7 separate regions of the Mus musculus genome follow, and all the other regions are linked to region 1. The links are chromatin contacts, called in public ChIA-PET, Hi-C, HiChIP or PLAC-seq and promoter capture Hi-C maps. All regions are on one chromosome and are shown on one strand. Each heading gives the region's core, a stretch centred on a gene start, on an enhancer-like site or on the middle of the called end of the contact. The rest is flanking DNA. Distances are from core to core; before and after follow the strand shown.

Region 1 (2,840 bases), core at 178-2,677:
AAACTCCTGTCTCAGCCTTACCAACGCTGAGAGGTCAGGTAGGTACCACCCCTACCAGACAGAAAAGACTTTCCATGTAATTAAACCCACCGCCTTCCTTGCTCATGGTGAGTAGGCATTCTGCCACTGAGCTGCATCAAAGGCAAGGTTTTTTCAATTCTTGTTTTATTCTTACATGATGGAGCTGAGAATGAAACCCACTTCTTCATGCATGCTAGTCAGTCATGTGTTCTGTCCATAAAAGTCATATTGTAATTTGTAATTTTTCTTTTTCTTTTTTAATTTTTCCAGTTCTACACACATTTCTATTTTATTATGACAAAGGTGAAAATGCCACCTTCTCCACAACAGCACCCAGGAAAACTTATCCCAAAAAATAACTCAGTACAAAACAGGTCTGTTTCAGAATTTAAAAAAAAAAAAAAAAAAAAACTTTACATGAGTTTTTAGATCCTATTTTAAAACAGGAAGTAAAAAGAAACAAAAAACCAAATTCACCATTGTCTGCACAGTCCAGTTGCCTACCCTCCCTCTAAGGCATCACAGACGAGGCGTCTGGGTCCCGGTTCTTGTGCGGATTTGTTCGGTTGTTTAGCTGGTGTCCCTCCTTGCATTGTAAGCATCCAGCTGTGCGTCCAACTCCTCTGCAGAAAGCTGCTGCTGCTTTGAGTTCCTGCCAGTGCCTCTACCCCTTCCCTGGCTGCCGCGGCCACCAAAGCCTCCAGAGCCACGGCTCCTTGTCATGCCGCCTCTGTTTCCGCTTTGTGCAGGTCTTCGCTGTGGATCGATCTGTGACGTGACAAGCTGGATGTCCATAGGGCGGCCATCCAAAGGGACGCCCTTGTACTGCTTCATAGCCTTCAGGGCATCTGCCCTCCGTTCAAAGTGTACATCCGCCGTCCCTAAACTTCGTCCAGAGCGATCGTAGTCCACAGCGGCTTTTTTCAACGTTCCAAATTCAGCAAAGAGTTCCTGAATGTCAGCATCTGACACCCCGAAGTCCAGGTTTGACACGAGCAGCTTGGCACCGGTCTCCACGCCTTCCCCACCCCCGCAGCCGCTGTCGAATAGGTCGTGCTGCCACTTGTCCGGAAGTGGTTTCGGTCTACTGTACGGTGCCGGCCGGTTCCTGCCGCCGCGGGCGATGGCGGGCCGGTTCCTCCTAGGCCCGCCGCCTCGATTCACCCGGCGCTGGTTACGGTTCAGCTTAATGATGTCGTCCAAAGACATGTCCATCTTGTCGGCCATGGCGGGCGCGGATCCGGGCCTGACTGGCCCGGCCCTCGCGGTGCAGACCAGAAAGTACTCAAATTCAATGATTCCCCCGCCTTGACTCCGCCTCTCCGACCGGTGCTGGAATCACAAGCGCACCAAAATCACACTTGGAAATTGGAAGTCTGTGCGCTTGTGAATCTGGCTTTCGCTCTGACCCCTGGTGGCCGCCCAGCGCCTAGAGACATCTGGGACAAATTCGAGGCACTTCCGGAAACCGAGCGGGCCACGCGGCTTCTCCGCGATATTTGCATACCCACAATGCAGTGCACACAGATGGTTGTATAATTTAAAAGGGTAGCGTGTTGTTTTCGTTGTTCTGTTTTATTCCTTTTATTCCTTAATGTGATAGAACCTTCAAAGATTTATCTGATATAATAAAGTAGTCAGTGTCTTTAGGAGTAAATAGTCACCATTAGTTGTCTAGGAAATACAGTCGGCCGAGAACTGTACACTAGGACAGCTGGGTATACTCTGGTTTCTCTTCAGATCGTATAAATCTTTCGCCTTTTACTAAAGATTTCCGTGGAGAGGAACAATTCTGAGTCTTACACTAATTTTTTGAGGCCTTGCTTTAGCAAGGCTATTAATAATGTTTAAAGTTAGAATTAACAGTCTTTATTGTGTGCTCTATGTATTTTTTTGTCTTCAGTGTTAACCAAAGTTAGAATTAACAGTCTTTATTGTGTGCTCTATGTATTTTCTTGTCTTCAGTGTTAACCACTGTAAGGTAAAAATGGCTTGAGCTTAGGCTAAAGAGACAGCTCATTGGTTAAAAGGGCTCAGTCGCATGGCGTTGTGTCTCATAACCGATAAAGTAAATAAGCCTTTAAAAGCAAATACTAAGTTTTTGTGGGAAGTCTGTAGACATGTTATTTATTAAGCTGTTTTTTATCTAGCTGCGTTATGTTGTGGTCTCAGTGAACATATGTATAAACCATTATTTTTAATATTTTATTTAAGTGCAAGGTGGTTATGGACTTAAGGCACGTACAATTTTCTAGCAAGATGGCTAACCCAGCTCTGTAGCTGAGGAAGAACTAGCGCCCCCTTCTGACTTCCATCAGTGCCAAGCAACGCTCAGATACGCAGGCAAAATATTCATACAAATAAAGGCAGATACATTCTAAAAAATAAATGCAGCCACTCGAGCAGAAGGGACAGGTTACCCTCAGAGCTGTGGGAGGGGCTAGACTATGATGCAATTCCCCATCTCCCCCCAGTCCCTCCCCCCCCAAAAAAATGAAAACTACTCTCCCACCCAAGACCTTTCCCTTAAGGACAGAGACTGTCCCTTTGAAATACCTCAGTCTCCTTATAGCTAAAATACCTCAGTAATAAGAACAGGTAACAAGGGGGCTGGAGAGATGGCTCAGTGGTTAAGAGCACCGACTGCTCTTCCGAAGGTCCGAAGTTCAAATCAGCAACCACATGGTGGCTCACAACCATCCGTAATGAGATCTGACTCCCTCTTCTGGTGTGTCTGAAGACAGCTACAGTGTACTTAGATATAATAATAAATAAATCTTAAAAAAAAAAAAAAAGAACAGGTAACAAAGTGGCAGGAA
Region 2 (2,840 bases), core at 221-2,720, 870 kb before region 1:
ATCAGAATGTTGCAGAAGATCCAGAACACATTAGTCGTATTTGATTCTCTCCGTTAGGCGGTCCTCCTTGTAATGGGAAATAATCTGAATCAGTATGGAACAGTTGATCAGAAGGAAGAACAAACCGGCTAACCAAATAAACAGGAAGGTGTTCTTTCCTTGAAACTCTAGAACATATGCAGGAGCCAGCCATAAGGCCTGTCCTATGAACCAGAACAGTAAGAGGACTACGGCTCTTTTCCAAGGCATCCTCACCAGTGGCATCACCAGAGGCAGAAGGCAGAGATACCAAAGAAAGTACTGAGAGGTGCAGACTTTGTTAAAAGTCACAAAAATGGACGTATGAAGGAAACAGCAGAAGACAAGGTCTCTGTAGTAGGCGAAAGATGCGGCTGACAGCAAGATGAACTGTGGCAGGAACGCCGCAATCCCCAGAGTAAAACTCCACTTGCTCTCGGCAGTCAAATACAGCATATAGAAGTACGGAGAGAAATTATGGCGGATATCCCTCCTAGTTAGGTGATAAAAGTAGGTGTGCTCCAAAAACTCCCAACCGTACTTATAGTAAAAACCGAAGCTCAGGGCAACAAACGTGAGCCCTGCAACTGCTACGAAAAGCAGCACTGCCCAGCTACACAGCCTCCTCAGGAAGTCGTACAAACGAGCCTGGAAAGAGAACCGGGCTTGCCGGAGACGCTCGTCATCGTCGCGCTCGGGCCGCAGATGGAGCGCTATGGGGAGGATGTAGGTCACCGGGTACATCTTCATGTGCACCGCGAAGCCATAGAACACCGCGGCGCACGCGATGAGCCGTTTCTCTATGAAGTACAGGGTCGAGAGAACCAGGGAGGCGACGATGGAGTCCGCGTTGCCCCGGCTGGACACCGCCATGGGCAAAGGGTTGAGAAGCCAGAAGACGCAGTAGCCACAGGCTTGGCGGCGCCCCAGCCCCTTGAGCAGCAGCAGGCGGTACAGGAGGAAGGCGGTGAGGAGATCGCAGCTGATGAAGAGAAACTTGCCGAAGAGTTCGCTGAGGTAGACGTTGGGGGTGAGGAGCCAGCTCAGGAGCGGGGTGTAGCGGTAGGTCGCCCGCAGGTACGGGGAGCGCCCTTCCGTGACGAAGCGCGCGGCGTCCGTGAACACGTGGTAGTCTATGTCGGTGTACCTCACCAGCAGAGTCCGGTCCTGGAAGACACCGTAGAAAACCAGGGCGACCCGGGCCAGGAAGGCCACGCCGAACACCCCGGCGGGCGGCACCCGAAAGTTCAGGATCCATTCCCCCCAGTGCATGGGGTAGCTCATGGTCCGAGTGCGGGCCACCCGCCCGGCCCGGCCCGGCCCCGGGTCCACACTGCGCCCCTCTCGCTAACCGTCCTCGGGCTGACGCCTCTCAGCCGCCGGGAGCATCTCCTCTGCTACAGCACCGACAGGAAGAACCGAGGAATGATCACTTCCGGCACCCCAAGTCCCGCCCCCACGGTACTTCCGGCCTCCAGCCCCGCGCGGGCTCTCAGCTGTCTCCGCGGAACGATTGCCTTCCTCGGGATTGGCTGTCTAGCGTCCGCAGCTTCCTCCGGCGAAGGCGGGATTTCCGGTCCCTTATTGGCGACGCTTCCGCTGTCCGGAAATCCCGGAGTGGCTGAGATGTCGTGGACCTGGGACCTGGGTGAACTTTGTTTTTAGTAACCAGAGCTTCCGCGTTCCCAGCTCAGATCTACGGAGGAGGACGCTGAACACAGTGAGCTGCTACCTGCTGCTACTTACATCCCGCCCAACTGGCTTGGAGGACTGAGAGTGGGAAATACAGATGGAAAGAATAAGCCTAAAATAAAATAGTCTTTTTACCCTGATAAGAAGGTTCCTCCTACCGAAATACGTCTAGATTGTCTCCCCTGGAGTACTGTCAACTCCGTTCTTTTCAAGAACTCTTCAACTAGGTCAAAATCGGCCGTCAACCCACTCCGTTCACCCTACCACTATTAGTTTCTTGCCAAAGACTCCAACTCTTTCATTCTTTTCCTGATTTCTTACTGCACTTATAATTGACTTTTTAAAACTTCATACTCTTTTTTTTTTTTTTTTCTGGTTTTTCGAGACAGGATTTCTCTGTATAGTCCTGGCTGTCTTGGAACTCACTCTGTAGACCAGGCTGGCCTCGAACTCAGAAATTCGCCTGCCTCTGCCTCCCAAGTGGTGGGATTAAAGGCGTGCGCCACCACGCCGGGCCAAGAACTTCATACTTTATTTTACAATGTTTTCAGTTTCAAGTAAATTGTTCGTGAGAGTAGAAAGTATTTCTTTATTTCTTTGTACTTTCTTGTAATGTATTACAGTCTCAGACGCATGGTAACTGACGCAGACTGCCTTGATCTTACAAACTGAGCCTGCCCCTAGGGAATGTCTTCTAGATTACCATAGAAGTGGCTCCATTCGGCCTAGACATCTCTCATCCTACACTTCACATTTATCCTTTGAGTGAGCCGTATTAACCTCTAGTCATAGTCTGGTATGTCTGTGCTTTGATGTAATTACATGGTGTAGATTAATAACTACCTCTATTGGTTTTTTACTATGCATTGCCCATAATATACTGTGATAACACATTACCATTCAAATAACCTTATAACTAAATTGTAGGGTTCTTGAGAGTAGAAAGTATGTATTTCTTTGTACTTCCTTGCATTACAGTTGCAGGCACATGGTAACTGACACAGACTGTCTGGCTTGATCTTAGAAGTCGAGCCTGTCAAGAGTTATTTGAATGATACTGTGTTATCACAGTATACGTGGCCTAAATTATCATAATTGTTATTTGTTAAGGACTTATTCCCAGTTGTCAG
Region 3 (2,840 bases), core at 253-2,752, 840 kb before region 1:
GCACTTTGGCAGAGGCTAGAATCTCCATCATTCCAGGAACATATTCAAAACTCCTTGGAGATCAGGGAAAAGTGTTCAAGATGAAACTCGATTGAGCTCATGGTAACTGCCGGCTCATGGCGCCAGTCTCTCCATGCCCACTCTGTGCCTTCCATGTAACCCCAAACAGGAGGCTCCCAAGGCGTCTTTTACCATCTCCTGTCCTCTTGGACTACCTAAAGCCGCCTGTCCCATAGGGAGAAAAACATTTCAAACACCACAGCAAGGGCTCTCTGGCCAGAAACCTCTCATCAGAATTTGTATCGATACGCAACCTAAGCAGGCTTTAAGCTTTGCCTTCCCTTGGATCCAAATCTGTCTTTATTTCTGTGCACCCTCGCCTCTCTCCGTCAGCCTCAGTCTGCCCAGGGCACTTCAGTTACTGAAATGAAATCCCGAGATACCAGAAGTCCTACCCCTAAATTTTTTCTTTCCCAGGTTTGTCCTTCTGGCCATTCTGGGCCTCGGGTCTCCTCCCTAGAATCAGTTCCATCCTAACATGACTGCCCTTGGTCAGTCCCTGATGGGGCAAGACAGAGAGTGGGAGAGGGGATCCCTAAAGGATGAATTCATAGGCACTAATCTACCCTGCTCCAGAAGAAACATCTTCTTCTGAGATTGTCCTTGTGAGGCAATTTCAAGGATTGAGGGATGTCGGTAGGGAGGGGGTCTCAAAGTGGGAACCCAGAAGGAAATGAAGAGGGTCCCAGGCACATCAGGGTGACTGCGTCTTCTAATCTAGTGCTTGTCTTTCTCCCCATGTGTAAACAAACTGGTGCTCAGAAGACCGTCAATGAGTGTCACTGTGTGAATGTCACTGCAAGGGGGAAGGGCTGGAATCAGGAGTAACTTATCTCTACTGGGAGCAAGGGGCAGTGTCTCTATTCCTGTGTGGGTGGGTGCAGGCTTATGTGTGGTAATTAATTACTCTAGTAACCGGATGAGCCCCATGCAACTGCAGGTCTGCCAAGTGTCATGAGGAGGGGATATCATGGAAGCCCCTTTCTTAGATGGAAGACCCGAGGTGAATAACCTGAGTAAAGTACTCTTGATGAGGGGCCCTTCCCAGGAAAGTCCACTTGGAACTGCCAAGACTGAAGGAGGGAGACCCGGATTGTACTGATAGGGTACAACCAGCTTCCGTAGGGACCAAAGGGTTAGGGGGATCCGATGGATAAGTGGATAGGACCCAGCACTCCTTTATCAGGGCCAGAGTCTTACCTTGGCTCGAAGGTGAAGTGGCTGCTCTGATAAATCGCGGGGCAGCGGGACAGATGAACAGACGGGGCGGGCAGGAGCGGCGAGCGGAGCTGTGCGACAGGCAGGGCCAAGACTCTTAAACCCGGAGCTGGAATCAGATAAGGGTTTGTCCGGGGGCCGGGGCCGGGGTCGGGCCGGCCGGGGGCAGAGTTGGGCCGGGCCGGGCCGCCCCCTCCCTCTGCAGTGCCGAAGCCAAACTTTGTGTGAATGGAGGGGCCCGGCGGGGGTCGGGAGGGCGGAGGCAGAGGGGGGAGCTTGGAGCCGGCCAATGGCAGATCGGAGCGCCAGATCAGCGCCTGGGGATTGGAGAGATTTGGGCAAGGCAAGGGGCGGGGCTTAGGGGATAGGAAGCGCAAACCCAGACGGACTAGGGTGCAGAAACACTCGAAGAACAGAGACCCAGACAGAGTCCCGGAGAAAGAGAGATGAAGAGACGATACGCGTAGCGATAGAAGCCGAGCTGGCAAGATGACAGGGGGGAAGAGAAAGAAGAAAAGTGAGGCGGCCGTGTCAGAATGGAGGAACCAGGACGAGGGCCGCGGGGGCGGGACTGGGCCCCAGTTAATGAGGTGGAAATGAATTCAGGACGGGCTGCGACTGGGACCGAGACTGTGGCAGACTTGGCCTGGGTTCCTGGGGCTACAGGGCTCTGGCATCCTGTACAATTTCCAAGTTATTCGCTGTTCCCTGTGTAGAGAGTGCGGCGTGGGGTGCAAAAGAGGACCAAACATCATCTCCATCTGCAGCAACTTCTCCTGCAAGGAAAAATAAGCCGCAGTACGGTGCAAAGTGTGGGAGACATCCAAAGCTGTGGAAGAAGAAGGAAGGGTCACTATTTAGGGGGTTCCCCACAAATGTTCGAGGAAAGAGATAACGTCTACGTAGGTTCTAGGAATGCAGGAGGCCCAGGTCCAAGGAGATGGCAGAAAGAATACTGATGACAGAGGAACTGCCATTGTGAAGTCCTGTGGGAACACAGACACATCAGCTTAGGAAATAGCGTCAAACTCTTCCCATCCACTATGTACTCTCATTATCTGATCTGTTTTGAGTGATTTGTACCCTCTATCTGATGCATGGCATACACTAAAGAAGAAAATAAAGACGTCCCACTTTTATTCATAACAGACATTGAACTACATATCAATAGACTGCTTTACTTACTGTGTTAATATAAATTCAGGATTGAAAGCAGGGAAACTATATATATTTTAGTTTAGCTTAAAACTCTCAAAATGCATAAGATGAAGAATACATGTGCCTTTTGAAAAGGCCTCTTTGGGGCTGAGGGTGTTGTAGCTGAGAGGTAGAATGCTTGTCTTGGGTTCCATTCATCACCAGCACAGAAAGAAGAATGGGAGGGGGGAGGAGGGAGGGAGAAAGAGAGGGAGGGAGAGAAGAAGGGAGGAAGGAAAGGAAGGAAGGAAGGAAGGAAGGAAGGAAGGAAGGAAGGAAGGAAGGAAGGAAGGAAGGAAGGAAGGAAGGAAGGAAGAAGGAGAGAGGGAGAAAGGGAAAAACAGAGAAGTAGGCAAGGAACTACT
Region 4 (2,840 bases), core at 240-2,739, 700 kb before region 1:
CAAATCCAGGAAGTATTCTTAGGGAAAGCGACAGAAGTATATAAAGCAGAAACCAGATATCTAATCGACCTAATCACATGTAATGGATAACTAATAGGTAATTGGGTATTAGGTTACATCATAAAAATATTATGGGATTCACTTCATATAGATCAAAAGATACTAGACTACATGTCTTTGATTTTTTTTTTTTGCACCTATCTGGTACCAGTCCCTAAAAACTTTATTATTCCTGATTCTCAGAAGAACCCTATGAAGTGAGACTGGTATCCTCAACTTTATGGACTTAATTTGTCTATGGAAACAGAATAAGTATAAAGTCCACATTCTCTGTGTTTTGCTCTGCCTCATTTGTCTCATGTAAATGTGGTATGTCTATGCAAAAGTGTACAGTCACTCTGTGTCTCAAAGATGGGTCAACATGATAGATTCCGACCCTACAGCGACTCAGAAACAAAAGCAACTTCTGAGGGTATATTAGTTACCCTCAAAGGAGCAATGGGCAGCCATGTGGGGGGTGGGGGTGGGGCTGGGGGTAAGAGGAGCAAAGAGAAGAACTATATATGAAACCTAAGGCACAGGACCAGGACCTGCTCCTCCCAGAAGAAGGGGCTCATCTTAGGCTTCTGGAAGGGTCTCTGATCAGCTGGACCTGAAGGCAAAATGGGGTGTTCCTGGTGGTGTGCAAACATTGAAGCCGTTCTCAGGGTCAGGCACTTGCAGAGCTGAGCTGACGCCCCTCATGGAGGTAGGGTGAAAATCGGATGCTTCTCCAATTCTCCCTCCTCCCTCCTCCCTCTTTCAGCCCGGCTGAGTGAGCCTCTGGAGGAGGAAAGTCCCTGAGGTGTAGGGGAAGTGAGAATTATCACACTGGGCCTAGGCAGAAGGACAGAGCTAGGAGACAGCTAAGTGTGGCTTTGTTGTCTATATTTGCATGCTGAGCTCATGGCTTTTTTCCTCCAGAAAATAAAATTACATCATAGTGTGTGGGGGTGTGGGGGTGCGTGTGTGGGGGTATATTTGGGAAAGGCAGGAGGTGCTCAGGGGTCCAGCTGCTATTATACACAAGAGCTCATGGCCCCGGGCCAAGTAAAAGAGATTTCCCTGTTGCTGCCTGCCCCTGTCCCATTTTTATTCCTAGCGTGGATAAACTTGACCGTTTCCTACTGAGTCTCTGATCTATAAGGCTAGGAAATAGGATTTCTAAATACCAAAGCGAAGTAGCTAAGAGAACCCAGAGGCCATAGGTCTTCCAAATCCCCCAATCCAAATTGATCTGCCTTCCAGGGGTCCTGGCCATCGTGACCAACCAAAGGTCAGAGGGCAGGAAAGTGACCCATTAGGAAAAAAACGAGGATCTTCTCACAGTTTAAGGGGAAGAGTCCATATTCCATCCCAGTCCTGCCCCCATCCTAGGAGCCTTCCAGAACCCCAGTCCCCAGTCCCTGTCCCCTCCTGCTTCCCCTCCCCCTTTCCTCCCCGCTCCCCGCCCCCCGCCCCTCCCCGGCTCTGACATCACCGGCCAGTCGGGTGGGGTGAGGCGGTGCTGGGCTCAAGCTCTGCTCCACGGGCGGAAGAGGCGGCGGCGGCAGGATCGGCGGCAGCGGTGGCAGGAGCCAAGGAGCAGGCTCCAGACGCTGCTTAGGAACCGGGGACCCGGGAGTGCCCGCACCCTGAGCTCTCAGCTCCGGAGGCGGTGAGAGGGGCAGAGGGAAGATGTGTCGTGGGGAGGAGGTAGATTGGGGATCTGGGTTTGGAGGGTCACGATCCCGGACGCAGGGGACAAATAGGGGAGCTTGAGGATTCAGACAGGTCCACGGTGTCAGGCTCCATGGGGTCCTTCTCTGTCCATGCATCCAGAGACTGGAGAGTGTCACAGGCAGCGTGGCTTCATCCGCCCATTCCGTGCTGAACAGCAGTTTGGGAGTCCGACGGGGCCTGGGGATTAGGATGTAGCCTGCTTCCCGCCCAGCCGGCCGAGCCAGGCCAGCTCCCGCCCCTCCCTCCTCGCTTTAGCTTCGGACTCGCCTCTGCAGGCGTCCAGGCTCAGCTCAGCCCTGCTTCAGTTCCTCCGGCAGCAGGCAACTGGTCTGGGTACTCTCACACCCAGTTTACTGCATCTGAGGAGAGTGGGATTGGTGGAAGCTTGCCCAGAGGAAAGGGGCTGGGGATACATAGGAATGATGTAGCCAATATAAAGACACTAATTTTTAAAACAATCCTTGTCAAAACCGACAGGGACAGAAACACACCTTTAAGAAAAAAAAAAAGACAGCCAACCACACAGTGACACACACCCATGTGACTTACACACATCCTCTCATACAAACCAAATCACAACACCCCTGCACTAGGCATCCACCCACCCACCACAACCCGTTTGTTACCTCCCATGTGGAGTCTCCTTGACCAGCATCAGTCTTAACACGAATGTTCAGTAGTGGGTGGAAAGGACCACTGTCCACAAACACACCCAGATTTTACAGTTTTAGTGGGCAATACCTCAAGGACTGGTGAGCCTGTGCTCTTACCTGGGTGAGGGGCTTCTTGTGACCTTTGTTGCTGACTGCCAGTTTAGAGCATAGGGTACCTGGGAGTGGCTAGAGCCTGGACATCAATATGGCCAAAGGATGGAGGAAGGAGTAGAAGCCAGGGAGAGGGTGAAAAGAATGAGTCAGCCAAGGATGGAACCCAAGTCAGGGGGAGAGAGAATGAGAGGAATGTGTGAGAAGACAGGGAGAGCTGACCAGAGAGCCACAGAGAAAAGGAAAGAGGTGGCCAGAGGCACAGGAAGGGTGCTGGAGAGGACGAGAATCTCAAGTTAGGGAGCCTTGTTTCTC
Region 5 (2,840 bases), core at 220-2,719, 640 kb before region 1:
CCAATTAAATTTGTAAGAAATTTAACCAAAATTGTAACAAAGCTGCTAACAATATCCAAACTTGCGGAAACAGGGGTAACAATTGTTGAGTTTAGCGGTCTGCACTTTCGCATGAGGAAAGGGTCTTGAATTGAGGAATTAAACGCCTTCAATGCCACTCACCTTCCTGCTTTTATCGCCGACCGAAGTCAGGCCCAAGATCCTGAGAAAACTGGTCTGGAGGTTCGCTGAAGAACTGAGAAAAGTGAAAGTTTACATGGCAAAGGCGTCTCTTCTGAAAGTAGCCAAAATATTTATGACCACACTTTAATGTTTTTTTTTTTAAAGTCTCCTCACAACTATTTAAAACCAAAACAACTTACCTAACTCAATTCTGACTACTGAACAAAACCCATGCCCGTAATGGAAACACAAAGGATTAACACAAGATTTAAACGCCAGGCAAAGTTATCTCCCAGCTCCACCAAGGCTAAAGAGTCACTTATGAGGAAAACCTGTATCTTTTCAACTCTTAAACCAAACCACCCGTCTCAAGCAAACTCCGGAGCAGGGGGGGGGAGGGGAGAATCCGCGGGAGAATGTGATCGCTCTAGTGCGGGTTTGTTTACAGACTACACCAACAATCATGAGTCAGAAATTCAAGCCGCCAGATGCTTTCCAACTAATAAGGACCAAGCGGGACCGTTCTAAGGTGTCCTAAAAGATTTCGGGACACGGGGAGGGGAAGTACATTAAGAGAACTAGATCACAAAGCATTCAAGAACAGACTGCCAGTTTCTTGGACCTCGGCCTTCCGTACGAGGTGCTGGGCCTGAGATCTTGGGATGGGGGAAGGGGGCACACTGCGCGGTGGCCCTGAAGTGACTAGGAGACGCCAACAGAGCCGGGTCCCCAAATTATAAAGGGAGAAATGAGAGTTTACGAATGGGTCACCGGACGAACGAGAAGCCCCTGTGAGTCATGGGGTTGGCCCTAGGGGGCAACCCCGTGGACCGACCCGGGCAGAGGACGAGTCCTCCCAGCACCGACTCGGAGGAGGGGAGTAAGACTTAAAGTCCGGGAGTTTTAGGAAAGGGATCGGGCCTGTCCTGCGGGGAAGCGGTCAGGGAGAGGGGGGAACAGGCCGAGCCGGACGAAACACGGACCCGGTAGGTCAAGGGGAGGGCGTCCGGCTGGGGCAGTTACAAGCACGGGAGCTGGCGAGGCCCGGCAGCCCGCTTCCCATCTAGGGTCATCCTTCTGCCAGCGGATGCTCCGACTGTTCCAGGCCCAGCCGCCCCGTCCACTGCCGCCACCAACGCCGCCGCCATCTTACACTGGCCAGCGGCAGCCACCACCACCGTCTCGGGTCTCCGCGCCTGCGCCTGCGCCGTCACGCTTTCCGGCGGGGTTTGCGACGCTGTGCTGGAGGAGACTGAGCGAGAGCGGTCCCGCGAGCTCTGGGCTCCCAACCCTCCCGGTGGCCGCACAAGGGGCGGAGCCTCGGGCCAACCGAAGCCGCGAGGGGCGCGTGCGCGGGGCGGAGGAGTCAAGTTGTTTTCGTACTTTGAGAGTGATGGCTTGTCTCCTGGTATTCAAAACACATGCGATCTAGGGGCTCCTTGGAGTTGTGCCGGAAAATGAACCTCATTCCAAAGGCTCTGGCAGGCAAACTTCTAGGTGTCCTCCAGGCCTGAGGTTCTAATTCTTGCCATATTTTTTTGTTTGTTTGTTTCCTTGTTTAAAGAAAAACCCCTTTCTCCTTTCAGGCTCAAAGCTGCATTTCCTTCAATGGCTTCTTAAGAGGCCTTCTGCCAGCACCCATTTGTCCATTTGTTTAAAAGAGTCACTAAGGTTTGGGGATGTTGGAATGCTTCCTAAGGGTCTAAAAGTTTTAAAAGTTTGATCCCCACACCTGGGGGTGGGAGTGACACGGCTTAGAAACAGGATTTATTTATTCATTTGAAACAGGATCTTTCTACCCGGGCTGTCCTGGAACTGTAGATCTCACAGAGATCACCCACCTGCCTCTGCCTCTCAGGCGCTGGGATTAGGATTAAAGGCGCTCAACGCTGCAGAGTTTAATTTTTTAAATGAGCATACAAACTAACAGGTTACAAACTAGCACTCAGGAGGCTGAGACAGGATATACACAAGTTGGAGGTCAACCTAGAACAACGGATAGTAAGTTCGGGGCTAGAATAAGTCCTTCCCCGATCCCCAACACACACACACACACACACACACACACGCAATAGGTTTCCATGTGGCATTTTCATATGTATGTGTCATGCCTGTTTCTTCATGGCCCCCTTCCCACTCATTTTCCCCTTCTTGGTTACCTTCCTCCAATAACTACCACTAAGTTTTGTGACTAGTGTATACTCCATTCTCTTTTCTTAGCTTTCCTTCAACTCTCTTTATATCTCTTCCTTGCCTCTCAGTCTCCTGTCTACTTTGTTGTTAAATATGAATACGTGTGTGTAATTAATAGACATATGTATACATGAACTTAAATCCAGATTCTGCATATGGGAGAGGACATGCCATATTTGTCTTTCTGAGTCTAACTTATGTTGTTTATAATCTGCAAATACTATTTCATTCTTCATAGTTGATGGATCCTATTGTGTATATATTCTATATTTTCTTTAATTCATTCATCTGTTGATAAATATCTAGGTTTATTCATAATTTAGCTGTTGTGAAAATACAGCTAAAACATGGATACGCCACATAACTCTGCAGGTTGCTGGTTTTAGGTAACCTCTGTACACTACTTTCTGCTGACACCTAAAGGAAACCTAACCAGGATTCTAGGATTCCAGATTACTCCTAGCTAGCAGGCTGGAGCATTCTTA
Region 6 (2,840 bases), core at 138-2,637, 640 kb after region 1:
GACTAAAGGCTGGGCGGTGGTGGTACACGCCTTTAATCTCAGCACTCGGGAGGCAGAGGCAGGCGGATTTCTGAGGCTACAGAGTTCCAGGACAGCCAGGGCTACACAGAGAAATCCTGTCTCGAAAAAAAAATTTTTTTTTTAAAATTTATATATATATAATTCCAACGACGAAAGGAATGTCATTTGTCGTAGGGGGACTTCAGAATCGCGAGTGTGCGTGTGTTCGTGTATGTATGCATGTATGTGCACGCGCGTGCTGCGTATTGCACATGCATGTGTGTATGTATGTGTGTATGTATGTGTGTGTATGTATATATGTATGTATGTGCGCGCGGGCGGTGCATTGCACGTGTGTATGCGGGTGTGGTCCCAGCCGGACTTCACGAATTCTGACCTGGCTTTCCTCTCACCTTGTTGCATTCCGCAATCGCAATCGGTAGTAACCGCAGCCACGAGGAGCTCGGAGGATTCTGGGAAGCATTTATGTTTGTTTGTAACCATGGGAAAAGTTCCTCTCGGTCCTAGAGGGATCCGTGTTCATTCACCGTCTGGGTTTGAATGCAGTCCCTGGCTACTGAAATCGAGTAAAACCGAAAAGTAAACAACACTAAGTAGGTTCTCGAAACTGTTGTTTCAAATTGCTCACATTTTCCAGTTGGAATCCGTGATGCATGATTCTTCTCTAAAAATATTTAGAATTTTGGATTTTAGTAATAAGAGATTGACAGCTTATTGCGAGTTTTAGAAACTCTTCTTTAGGAGGTAAGTGCGGACATGGAGAATTTATCTTATATATTTTCTTTGTTTAAATTTGTTTGAAGGTGGGTTTTCTACAAGTATTATTTGTGAGAAAGTTTACCTCGGATTCTGTCCCAGTAAAGGAGTGGTTCTAACACATGTCGGAAATTTGTATTTTTCTTTATTTACCGTGTACGTGGAAAATTTTTACAGCGATTGAAAAGCATTTATAAATACAGAATCAGGTTTACTGTCAATTTCTAATTTCGTTCTGAGATGTCTATATCGTAGTATTAAGCACAAAGAACAAGCCACTATGATCAGGAGACTTTTCAGTTTTAGTACTATCAGCGAATTTTAACAAAGCGGTAAAATCTGCGTGCTCTTCGCTCAATTTAAAAAAAAAAAGAGAGAGAGGGAGAGAGAAACAAAAAAGAACAACCACAAAACCCCACAGCGGGACAGAAAGTGCTGAAATCCTCGTAGGGAAATATTTACTCACAAGTCTATTGAGTTTGCTTATCTGCTGACGTCTCCTTAGCTTTGGATCCCAGTTCCCGCGTGCGGTGAGATAGTTTGCCTCCGCCCGGCCACCGTCCGTGTCAGCGTTCAGCTTATTTTGTCCTCCGGCCGCCGCCGTTTCAGGTTACTCACCCATCCGAGTTGTGAGGGAGAGGTGTCTGTTTCGGGGAAGCCGGCTTGTGTTGCCGGCGCCATGGAGTCGCCTTTTAGTCCGGTTCTTCCTCATGGACCAGATGAAGACTGGGGTGAGTGGATCTGCGAATGTACCCGAGCTAGGTCGGGCCGCGTCTGCGGGTTTTTTTCTCCTCCCGATTTCCGCCCGGTGGCGGTGACAGGTGTGGACGACCCGTGTCCGGGGAGCGAGGCCACGGGTTGAGGGTCGTAGAAGAGGCTGGCAGAGCCTCTGGGCTTCTGTCCTGGCCGTAGCAATAATGGAATGATGTTCTAATTGAAATTGCTGTAGTTTTTCAGCGTGTGTTCCTGGTGGAAATTCCAGGTGATCGTGAGGGACCAGAACTTAGTAGGATGATGATTGTAGCTGCCCCAAAGGCTCCAAGCTATTTTCTCAGACTGTGGGCGTGTGGCTGGGGAGCGCTGAGTGTGTGTGTGTGTATGTGTGTGTGTGAGTGTGTGTGTGTGTGTGTGTGTGCGCGCGCGCGCACTGAACGTGTACGAGATATGTTGAGAAAACTTGGTTAAAATACAGAAGAAAATCCTTGGCTCCCAGCTTGAACTGTTGGTTTAAGACATAGATCCAAATTGGCAAAGAAGAAACTCTCCCAAGCACCTGACCTCGTGTCCCTGATTACTAGATCTAACACAAACTGATGTAATCCTGACTGCTGTCCAAACACAGCTCTGAAATCTCTTGTTAAGTCTATTTTTAGTGTTCAGGAAGGATGGACCAGAGAATGACAAGGAACAAGCTTTGGCATCCAAATCCTTAGAGAAAGCTGATAGTCCCTTCTCGATTTCAAGACAGAATGTTAACAGGATTATGTGTGTTAATATGTGAATGGAGTTCTGTAGGTGGCTCAATGGATCCTGTAGTGAGACTACATTGTCCTTCAGTTTTGGGGACACTTTTTTTTCATGGACTAACATTCCACTATAACATGAGTGGGCCCTCAACTAGGAAGTGTTGGAATCCTAGTTTAATTTAACAGTGGCAGATGCTCTCTACAATTACAATCTATAAAAGGTTTATTTTAATCTTTGGGCCGATTTTGACAACTTTCTGGAAAAAAAAAACCTTTAAATGTTCATTCTCCAGTTCATTTCCCCAGCTAAATGCTTTTGTTATAGTAACAGCAGTCACTTGTTTAGGACTTTATTTTGCTAAGCACACTACATGTGTTATTTATGTTATGTTCATAACAGTCCAATGAGGTCCCGCCATCCTATAGATGTTGAAACAGAGGTTGACAGAATCTGTTCTCTGAGTCTTAGACGAGTAAGTGATAAAGTAGGATCAGAACCAGGCTTATCTAACTTTGAAGTCTGTGCCTCTGGTTTTTCTACTCTGTAACACTTGCTCCCCCCCCCCCCCCCAAGCCTAGATTCTTCCTAATGCTAAT
Region 7 (2,840 bases), core at 228-2,727, 620 kb after region 1:
CAAAGGTCATTAAAAGGCAACTAACAATTTATTGTAGGTGCTAGGACAGAAGATAAAATACCAACTGGGCTTATCTATACAAACCTTCACTTTATAACTTATGGATTTAAACCTTCAGTGAACCTGTGGAGCTGAGACAGGTGATCGATGTTTAGCTAGATAATCACTCCTAATGGATATGCATGTAAACATTCTCTGCTGTAAACTTCTATTTCAATTTATGATTTGATTTTTTGTGTGAACTTGTGATGAACTTGTAACATGTGATCATGTATTCTGGAAGACGTATAAGTACCAAGGACAAAGAGACACGAAAGAATCATAGAGAACTAAGATCAATGGAGAGCTAAGATCAATAGAGGAGACTTTTTTGCCTTTCCCCACTTAGACTAGATTCTTTTCCCTTTCCCCACTTAGAGAATTTTTCCCTTTACCCACTCAGGATCTTTCTGCTTTTCCCCTTAGATAGCTTTCATAGGAAACTTTTTACAACTTGGTAATAAACTCTATAATTATTTATCTAAGTGTCTTCTCTTCCTGAGACCGGACTAGCAGGCTGAAAGTTAGAGCCCAGCAGTTCCTGCTGAGATAGACATATCTATCTATCTCTCTTGTGGCTTGAAGAAGAGGTGCTAGTTGCCAGAAACTGTAGTTTCTGGCCTCAGAGGATCACAGAAGGCAGATCAGCTACAACAGCACGGTAACTTAGGCTTAGATAAGTAAACGCTTTATTATACAGCATCCCTAAATATCTCAACAAAGTCCTACCCTCCGCCTAAGCTCTTCCCTCTCTACCCCAAAAGCCTCAAGAAGAACATCCCACTCCAGAGCTGCCCCCATCTCTCCCTCTCCCTCCCTCCCTCACTTCTCTTTCTGCCGCCACCTCCCTCCCATCCCCCAATAAAATTCTTACACGTGGAACTGTTTGGGCCCAGTGTACTGTGTTCAGACTCGAGCCTCTATTTTAACACATCAGTTATCACAGCTAATATCCACATATAAGCTTATACATACCAGATTTGTCTTTCAGGGTCTGGGTTACCTCACTCAGAATGATTTTTTTTTCCCGAGTTTCATCCATTTATCTGCAAATTTTATTTTTTTTTTTTAAAATGGCTGAGTAATACCTTATTGTGTGAATGTACCACATTTTCTTTATTCAGTCTTCTGTTGTACATCTAGGTTGTTTCCAATTTCTGGCTATTATGAGGCATCAATAGGCAACATGGTTGGGCAAATGTCTCAAATGGTAGGAAGAGTGGCTTTGCTGGATCTTGAGATAGATTCCCATTTTCCTGAGGAACCTCCAAGCTGATTTCCATAGTGACTGTACAAGTTTGTGGTCCTACCAGCAACGGATGAATGGAGACTTTATTTTTCTGCCTTGGACTTTAGAAGGTTGGGTGGAAAAGCTGCTCTAAATGGAGCTTATTTAAGCACACAGCCCGAGCACGGCTCACATCACCTTCCCCAGAAGCAGTCATTTTCCCTATTGCCATGGTCCTCCCACGGCGCTGCTGAGCGGCTGGAGCTATTCCGACACAGGAGTCAGTCACTCTAGCCGGTGACTTGGTGGCGGGCAGCGGCTGCCTGGCTTCCTGGCTCTGCCATGTTGGAAGCGCAGGGTTCTAACCATGGCTGCGAGCGCCAGGCTCCGACTGCCAGTCCCGCCAGCTCGGCAGGGCACGCCGTGGAAGTGCGGCCCGGGCTGTATCTGGGTGGGGCAGCGGCAGTGGCGGAACCGGGCCATCTGAGGGAGGCGGGCATCACCGCCGTGCTGACGGTGGACTCTGAACCGGCTTTCCCGGCTGGGGCTGGGTTCGAAGGTCTCCGGAGCCTCTTCGTGCCGGCGCTGGACAAACCCGAGACCGACCTGCTCAGCCACCTGGATCGCTGCGTGGCCTTCATCGGCCAGGCTCGCTCCGAAGGCCGCGCGGTGTTGGTGCACTGGTGAGTGCCACGTGCAGGGGGGCGGTGCCTTGCACCGGGTCTCGCCTCTCTGCAGAGGCGCCCAAAAGTGGAGGTTCCAGGCTGTCAGAGCCAAGACCCTCGTTCCTCATCTTCCCTTGGGGTGTGTGGTTCCAATGAGGGTTCCAAAACCCGCCCTTGGTTAGTGTTTTGTTTGATTTCATCTTGCAGCAACTGTCTGTCTGTCTGTGCATCCATCTATCCGTCCATTCGTCCATCGTTCTATCTGCTTGTCTATATTTTGGGGGTTAGGTTAAAGTTTATCAGATTTGTAAGAGAAGTCAGACACTCAAGCCGGCGAATGTAATACAGGTCAGATGTATTGGGGTGAAAATACGTGATACTTCCTCGCCCTAAAGGCCACTGTGATTAACAAGGGAAAAACATGTGACTTTTTGTTTTTTGAGACTGGGTCTTACTGTATAGATCTGGCAGGCCTGGAACTCGCTATGTAGAGCAGGCTGGCTTCAAAAAGCACAGATGTCCACCTGCTTCTGTCCAGAGGGCTGCACACCTTGAGTGTGAAACCATGCTGGAGGATTTTTAATCAAAGTTATACGTGACGGGCAAGTTTAGAGAAACATTCACGGACCAAAGGAAAACTGTACTGACTGGTTTTGTGAGTCAACTTGATACAGGCTGGAGTTATCACAGAGAAAGGAGCTTCAGTTGGGGAAGTGCCTCCATGAGATCCAGCTGTGGGGCATTTTCTCAATTAGTGATCAAGGTCCCACCCACCTGGGCTGGTAGTCTTGGGTTCTATAAGAAAGCAAGCCAGGGAAAGCAAGCCAGTAAGGAACATCCCTCCATGGCCTCTGCATCAGCTCCTGCTTCCTGACCTGCTTGGGTTCCAGTCCCGACTTCCTTGGTGA

Evidence for each region. Hi-C and Micro-C count contacts between places; a contact is called where the count stands out from the background. ChIA-PET counts read pairs in DNA pulled down with a chosen protein or histone mark. HiChIP or PLAC-seq counts read pairs in DNA pulled down with a chosen protein or histone mark. Capture Hi-C pulls out chosen DNA fragments and counts their contacts.
Region 2: an RNA polymerase II ChIA-PET map of memory CD8 T cells shows a contact between it and region 1, with 17 read pairs. The contact joins the promoter of Pigm here to the promoter of Alyref2 in region 1. A contact is called at or near these places in 1 of 39 promoter capture datasets (liver), 2 of 484 Hi-C or Micro-C datasets (muscle stem cells and rod photoreceptor), 1 of 115 datasets of contacts at active chromatin or transcription factors (memory CD8 T cells) and 1 of 9 other capture datasets (liver).
Region 3: a contact with region 1 is called in a promoter capture Hi-C map of adipose tissue. The contact joins the promoter of Kcnj10 here to the promoter of Alyref2 in region 1. A contact is called at or near these places in 2 of 39 promoter capture datasets (embryonic stem cells and liver), 3 of 115 datasets of contacts at active chromatin or transcription factors (embryonic stem cells, large pre-B cells and pro-B cells) and 1 of 9 other capture datasets (adipose tissue).
Region 4: a contact with region 1 is called in an RNA polymerase II ChIA-PET map of memory CD8 T cells, with 27 read pairs. The contact joins the promoter of Pea15a here to the promoter of Alyref2 in region 1. A contact is called at or near these places in 3 of 115 datasets of contacts at active chromatin or transcription factors (effector CD8 T cells, extraembryonic endoderm stem cells and memory CD8 T cells).
Region 5: a contact with region 1 is called in an RNA polymerase II HiChIP or PLAC-seq map of embryonic stem cells, with 10 read pairs. The contact joins the promoter of Dcaf8 here to the promoter of Alyref2 in region 1. A contact is called at or near these places in 2 of 115 datasets of contacts at active chromatin or transcription factors (bone marrow-derived macrophages and embryonic stem cells).
Region 6: an H3K4me3 HiChIP or PLAC-seq map of the SCID.adh cell line shows a contact between it and region 1, with 12 read pairs. The contact joins the promoter of Atf6 here to the promoter of Alyref2 in region 1. A contact is called at or near these places in 1 of 484 Hi-C or Micro-C datasets (uterus), 1 of 115 datasets of contacts at active chromatin or transcription factors (the SCID.adh cell line) and 1 of 9 other capture datasets (liver).
Region 7: a Hi-C map of the N1E-115 cell line shows a contact between it and region 1, with 2.6 times the contacts expected there. The contact joins the promoter of Dusp12 here to the promoter of Alyref2 in region 1. A contact is called at or near these places in 2 of 39 promoter capture datasets (hippocampal neurons and pre-B cells), 5 of 484 Hi-C or Micro-C datasets (the N1E-115 cell line, the P5424 cell line, embryonic stem cells and 1 more), 2 of 115 datasets of contacts at active chromatin or transcription factors (the SCID.adh cell line and embryonic stem cells) and 1 of 9 other capture datasets (liver).

What each region holds. Positions count from the first base shown.
Region 1 is chr1:171,502,065-171,504,904 of GRCm38.p6, reverse strand. It overlaps Alyref2 (Aly/REF export factor 2), which reads right to left and starts at 1,427. Exons shown (of 1, transcript NM_019484.4): 1 at 155-1,427. The coding sequence starts at 1,248. The coding sequence ends at 592. LOC115487699 (a small nuclear RNA gene) reads left to right here and starts at 1,742; the gene lies at 1,742-1,857.
Region 2 is chr1:172,375,161-172,378,000 of GRCm38.p6, reverse strand. It overlaps Pigm (phosphatidylinositol glycan anchor biosynthesis, class M), which reads right to left and starts at 1,470. Exons shown (of 1, transcript NM_026234.4): 1 at 1-1,470. The coding sequence starts at 1,302. The coding sequence ends at 31.
Region 3 is chr1:172,339,872-172,342,711 of GRCm38.p6, reverse strand. Kcnj10 (potassium inwardly-rectifying channel, subfamily J, member 10) reads right to left here and starts at 1,502. Exons shown (of 2, transcript NM_001039484.1): 1 at 1,261-1,502.
Region 4 is chr1:172,205,453-172,208,292 of GRCm38.p6, reverse strand. Pea15a (phosphoprotein enriched in astrocytes 15A) reads left to right here and starts at 1,489. Exons shown (of 4, transcript NM_011063.3): 1 at 1,489-1,696. It overlaps Gm17224 (a long non-coding RNA gene), which reads right to left and starts at 1,310. Exons shown (of 5, transcript XR_865735.3): 1 at 1-1,310.
Region 5 is chr1:172,146,644-172,149,483 of GRCm38.p6, reverse strand. It overlaps Dcaf8 (DDB1 and CUL4 associated factor 8), which reads right to left and starts at 1,469. Exons shown (of 14, transcript NM_001357204.1): 1 at 1,146-1,469; 2 at 163-235.
Region 6 is chr1:170,866,318-170,869,157 of GRCm38.p6, reverse strand. Atf6 (activating transcription factor 6) reads left to right here and starts at 1,387. Exons shown (of 16, transcript NM_001081304.1): 1 at 1,387-1,508. The coding sequence starts at 1,457. Gm9929 (a long non-coding RNA gene) reads right to left here and starts at 1,328. Exons shown (of 2, transcript XR_003948181.1): 1 at 1,244-1,328; 2 at 1-577.
Region 7 is chr1:170,884,177-170,887,016 of GRCm38.p6, reverse strand. It overlaps Dusp12 (dual specificity phosphatase 12), which reads left to right and starts at 1,477. Exons shown (of 6, transcript NM_023173.2): 1 at 1,477-1,950. The coding sequence starts at 1,610.